2 separate regions of the Mus musculus genome follow, and region 2 is linked to region 1. A link is a contact called in public promoter capture Hi-C data. All regions are on one chromosome and are shown on one strand. The core of a region is the stretch at or near the end of the contact, and the rest is flanking DNA. Distances in the headings are between cores, read along the strand shown. Region 1 overlaps Wdfy3 (WD repeat and FYVE domain containing 3). Region 2 overlaps Wdfy3 (WD repeat and FYVE domain containing 3).

Evidence for each region. Capture Hi-C pulls out chosen DNA fragments and counts their contacts.
Region 2: a contact with region 1 is called in a promoter capture Hi-C map of liver. The contact joins two enhancer-like sites. A contact is called at or near these places in 2 of 115 datasets of contacts at active chromatin or transcription factors (embryonic stem cells and microglia) and 4 of 9 other capture datasets (adipose tissue, embryonic stem cells, liver and 1 more).

What each region holds. Positions count from the first base shown.
Region 1 is chr5:101,857,724-101,860,380 of GRCm38.p6, forward strand. It overlaps Wdfy3 (WD repeat and FYVE domain containing 3), which reads right to left. Exons shown (of 67, transcript NM_172882.3): 55 at 742-895. Among named protein-coding and RNA genes, the nearest start is that of Gm20548, 33 kb to the left of the region's middle. Within about 2 kb of position 1,333, at least 4 of the 459 cell types and tissues checked have an H3K27ac peak or open chromatin away from gene starts, as enhancers often do. A contact at or near this core is called in liver, where this site is marked.
Region 2 is chr5:101,981,108-101,983,764 of GRCm38.p6, forward strand. It overlaps Wdfy3 (WD repeat and FYVE domain containing 3), which reads right to left. Exons shown (of 67, transcript NM_172882.3): 4 at 272-482. The coding sequence starts at 451. Among named protein-coding and RNA genes, the nearest start is that of Gm42135, 35 kb to the left of the region's middle. Within about 2 kb of position 1,299, at least 20 of the 459 cell types and tissues checked have an H3K27ac peak or open chromatin away from gene starts, as enhancers often do. A contact at or near this core is called in liver, where this site is marked.

The DNA of each region.
Region 1 (2,657 bases), core at 83-2,582:
TATTTCCAGAACTAGCAGCCACTGTACAGACCTTGCAGGCAGTGCAGTGCAGACAAACCCTTGGTTTTCCATGTTCTGCAGCCCCTCCCCCCATCTCCTAAGTACTGGGATTGAGATGTGACGGATAAACACACACAGGCTTTTAAGGAAGGAAAACAGAAGGGTATCTGGTTGAAATATTCCTAAGCAGAAACAGTGGGATTTTGATGATTTCAACAATGTCCTCAGAAGCATGGATCAGCAAACCGAGATCTAGGAAACCTTACGGGGAGCCAAGCACCCTTCCTCTGCCTGCCAGGTCACGGAAGAAACACGGTGCATGAAATAGTCCCATCAAGACTGGCTGATTTAGCACTTCCCCCAACCCCTGCAAAATAGGACACTCACAGATTAAAGAAACGCAATTTAAACTGTTTTGGACTTCTAGTTTTATAAAGCAAGAGCATATAAAGGGATATTGCCTCGGGTAACATTCCAGATTGAAATGACACATGAGATATTATACACCACTCTTGACCATGAATAGGTTTTCACAAAAACGACATGACCCACACTACTGAACGATGCCCTCATCACTGTTACATCTCCCACAGACACTCAGCTGAACTCGCTCTTTGGAGGCACGAGATCATTTTACACGCACACTCAAGGGGAGTCAGTAAAGCAGGGTGGATCACAGCGCTGTGAACAGTGACAGGCCTCCCTCTACCAACATTCCTAAGAAGTCCCACTTCTACGTACCTAGATCAAAGTTGTTAGAATTGAACAGGAATTCTGGTAAGTAAAAGAATTCTGGGATAAGTTCCTTCACATCCGCCATGTTGTGCTTTGATGCTGAGTACCAGGCCTCACGGACACTGTGGAACATCCGGTCTGCCAGGTCAAAGTGGCCACCCTGTGGGCAGGAGGAAGCAGGTCTCTATTGGGGAAGCACTGAGCCACAAAGTTTCTGTCAAGTTCAAGGGCTTTAAAACCTCAAATACCTTTGGCTCCATTCTGATTTCTTGCCATCCTACATTAAATAATCAAAACTTTACAATCTCTCTCTCTTTAGTGTACTCTTTATAAAGGGTGCCTAGTGTGTCTGTTTTGTAGTCAAAGCAAAATTCAAATATGAACATTGTAAAAACACACTTAAAATATTAGTCTTTAGGGAGACAATTAAGACCAGAAGGAGATGAAAATTCTCCCACAGTTCGACGAAGCCCTGAGGAAAGACTCTCATCTAAACCAGACATGGATGACTGGCCAAGTCTACCTTTTACACTAGTTACAAAGTAACAGGTTTCCAAGCCAGATTCTTTCACATTTGATCCTGGTCGATACCCTGAGTTCCCTGCCATGTTAATAGAGGTTAACCACCCGGCATCCAAGTTTCACAGCCATGAGAGTGGAGTAGAGGTTATGAGAGGTTAATGATGAAACAAGTTAGCCAGCACTTTTACGTATGCAGCCCCCTAGACGTGTCAGCTTCTAGCTCTCATCCTAGCTGTGCATCCTAGTGACAATCACTAGGAGGATGCCGAAGGCCACTGCCAGTGGCTGCCCAGGCTGCCTGCTCACTTCACTCCTTGCTCAGGGCTTTCTTACTTCCTAACTCTGTGCCGAGGACCACTGCCCCTTGCTGTCCCCACCTCCCACACCAGGTGTTTGCCTGCCAGGGGTCTTGTGTAGGTTCTGCTACGTGTTCGGGTGTTTGCAGGACCCCAGAACTCCTGAAGCAGCCTCCCTCCTCTTCCACTCCTCATCTGTGGCTTTCTGACACATTGATCATGTTCTAAAAGCGTTTCACAATACTAAGAATCGTTCACAATCACTAAGACCAATGCTTATTGGTCTTTTAAAACTAAAACCCTGCAAGTCCAGAACAGAGCTTTGTCCCTATCCTCTGATGTCCTGGCAAACATCCAAACAGGGGCCAGGGCAAAGTGGGGGTTCACCAAGCAGGCATTGAACATGGAGAGATTGTGGAGGGGTGACTGTAACCATGGACACAGAACAGTGGCTTTTAAAATAAAACACTTGTTGAATAAAACTGGTTAAGACTAAACTCCTGGGCTGGAGAGATGGCTCAGTGGTTAAGAGCACTGACTGCTCTTCCAGAGGTCCCGAGTTCAATTCCCAGCAACTACATGGTGGCTCACAACTGTCTGTAATGGGATCTGATGCCCTCTTCTGGTGTGTCTGAAGACAGCTACAGTATACTCACATACATAAAATAAATAAATAAATAAATCTAAGCATGGACGCACTTAAAAAAAAAATTAAAACTCCCTCTCCCTGGCTGGAATATTTATGTTTTAACAGGATCCTGAACTTGTTCGCTCTAAATGAAGTCTAGTTTATTTATCAATGTAAGCCTAACAATTTCAGTTCCATTCTGAACGACCAACTTGTTACCGGTAAAGCTTCAGTGTTCCTTAGAAGATAACATTTTTGGAAAGACAATTTTTTTAAAGATTTATTTATTTATTATATGTAAGTACACTGTAGTTGTCTTCAGATACACCAGAAGAGGGCATCAGATCTCATTACGGGTGGTTGTGAGCCACCATGTGGTTGCTGGGATTTGAACTTCAGACCTTCGGAAGAGCAGTCGGGTGCCCTTACCCACTGAGCCATCTCACCAGCCCCGGAAAGACAATTTTTAATGAAAG
Region 2 (2,657 bases), core at 49-2,548, 120 kb after region 1:
CTTCTAAAACCCAGTGTCAGGGCTGAAGAGTCAGCCTCTCTCACTACAGAAATGGAAAGGAAAACAAACACTTTGGAGCCGTGGCTCTCACTCTGTAGCGCAGGCTGACCGTGAGCCCCGCCCCTCCACCATCTTCTCAGTCTCTCCCTGGTGCCATGACTACAGATGCGTGCTCAACATCTGACTTACTGCAAACCCAGAAAGAAAACAGGTCCCATGTTATCGCCAGCAGTGGCCTCCTGGAAGGAATGCTGTGGCAAGCCAGACTTACCCTGTTAAACACTGGCAGCATCATGTATAGCTTCTCCTCCTGCTCCTTCTGGGTCATGTGCCTCGGAGGGTGGCACAGCTCGGTGAAGAGCCGGCGGAGGTGCATCAGGCCTAAGGCGTTGTCTTGCGGGCTGCACTCCTCCTGCCGAGGCCGCCCCATGATCCTCTTCACCATGTTCATCTTGGCTGGTGGGTGAAACACACTGCTGTTTCTGTAAGGAAAATGTCAAGACGTGAAGAGTCAACATGTCCCCGCCTTTGCCTCGACTAAGCCAGCATGTGAGAACTTTAAATAGTCCTATGACGGGCCAACAATCTGCCGCTTCTTTAGACGCAGAGAGGCAGGGTTGATGAGCCCCCAGAACAACCCTATGAACCACGCAACCTCAACTCCATACTGGTTCCCACAAAAGTTATATACAATACAATGGGGCAAGTAAAATCTGCTTCCCCAGTCATTTAATATCCAGTGCGAATCCTAAGGGGATCAGAAACCTTGCTACCCCGTGTGGCTCAACAGTTGAGTACATGCAGAAGGAACACAGCCAGGAAGTGAATCCTGACCTCCCACACCTACAATCAAACCCCACAAGCCTTCTAGTTTCAACTTGAAATTGTCTTGTTGCGAAGGACTCTGTGCATGTGATGAACCATCTGTTAGTCTGAAAACACACGAATCAAGTGGGATGATATCCCCTTACACGTCATAAATGTGAAAAGATTGATCATACAACTAAAGACCACTTTCTTAAACTGTGGTTGGAAACCTTTGTTAAGTCCCATTAACTCATCACAGTCATAGACATTTTAAAGAAATAGCAAAGAAGCCACTGGTGCGTGTGGTAAGGGTGGCCACTCTGCGATGATGTGTATTTTAGGTAAGGATGCATGCATGCGCACTGTGCAGTTATGTAACATGCATCCCTCACTGGACCCAAGGCAATAACTAACCACTGAGTGCAAGAGTCTGTGGACTCAATCATAATTTCAAAAAGCATCAACAGCCATTCGGTTATTTCCAACTGTGCCGGGAATTAGCTGATCTCAGACACAAAGCCAGGAAATCTAACAAAGGAAGTCAGGAAGGCTGGAAGAACATGATGGATCAGGACAATCTGGGTGAAACTAAGTTTCTTTTTAGTCTGCAAGCAAGTAGCCGTGCCTGCTTTTACTATGGCTGCCGTTACATGAACCTGTATGCTACCCCTCAGGAAAAGAAAGGCTGTGTCTGAGCAGGGATTTACCTACTATGTGACACTTGCTGGTTTCTTAAAACTTTGAGAACAAGGATCTGAAGCACCGTGCCCTAGAGAACTGTGTCTGGCCACAGGCTTGCACTTGGCACTCTATGTGCCCCAGCTCTGCCTTGGGTTGTTCTGCGTGTGTGTGGAGTCCCTACTGTGCAAAGCACAATCAGTATTATAGTCAAGGGCCCCACTGCAACAAAGAGCTCTTGGAGGCAGGCAAAAGGCTGAAAATACTTACCTACAAAGTAACAAAGAAAAATGAGCCCAGTTTAGGGATGTCCAATAAACTCATAAAAGTATAACTTAAGCCTGCCCAATGTTAGTAAAACGGTTTCAGCATATACATCCAAAAGGCCTACTGATGTGCCAGTATGTTATGGCCCTGAAAACCTCCAGGTCAGAAGTAAACGTGAAAGTGATCAGTAGGCATGCACACTGGGCCACTCACAAGCATCTGCAACCTCAGTGCCAAGGCATCTCATGGCCTCCTCTGGCCTCTGTAGGCACCTGCACACATGTGCTGCACTTAAAAATCACACAGGAGAGCACAAAAAAATTAATTAATCTTGTAAAAAAGGAGTGGGGGTGGGGTCATGCATGGTGAGGATCCTGTCCATCTATCCATTTAGCAAATGCTGATCATTCAATTGAGTGTTCCCACTTGTGTCATACTGCTGTGGAGTAGATGTCTAGAACTTTGTACCCTTGATCCACAGCTCCTCTACTTACCCCCCCCCCCACACACACACATACCCCCACCTCTGGTGACTGACTAGGCTGAGTTGTCACATAACTGAGAACATCTAGTATCTATATTTGCAAAGCCTCCTTAATTCACACTTAACATAAGGTATTCAAGGTTGATCCATATCAATTGCAAATTAAAGAAAGGGTTTCTGTATTCTTCTGTATTCTCTATGGCTCAGGACGGCTGAGTACTAGTCTACTGGGTATACATTCTTTTTTTCTGGGAGGGGGGCTTCGAGATGGGGTTTTTATATATAGCCCTGGCTGTCCTGGAACTCACTCTGTACACCAGGCTGGCCTCAAACTCAGAAATCCACCTGCCTCTGCCTCCCAAGTGCTGGGATTAAAGGCATGTACCACCAACCACTGCCTGGCCTGGGTATATATTCTTAT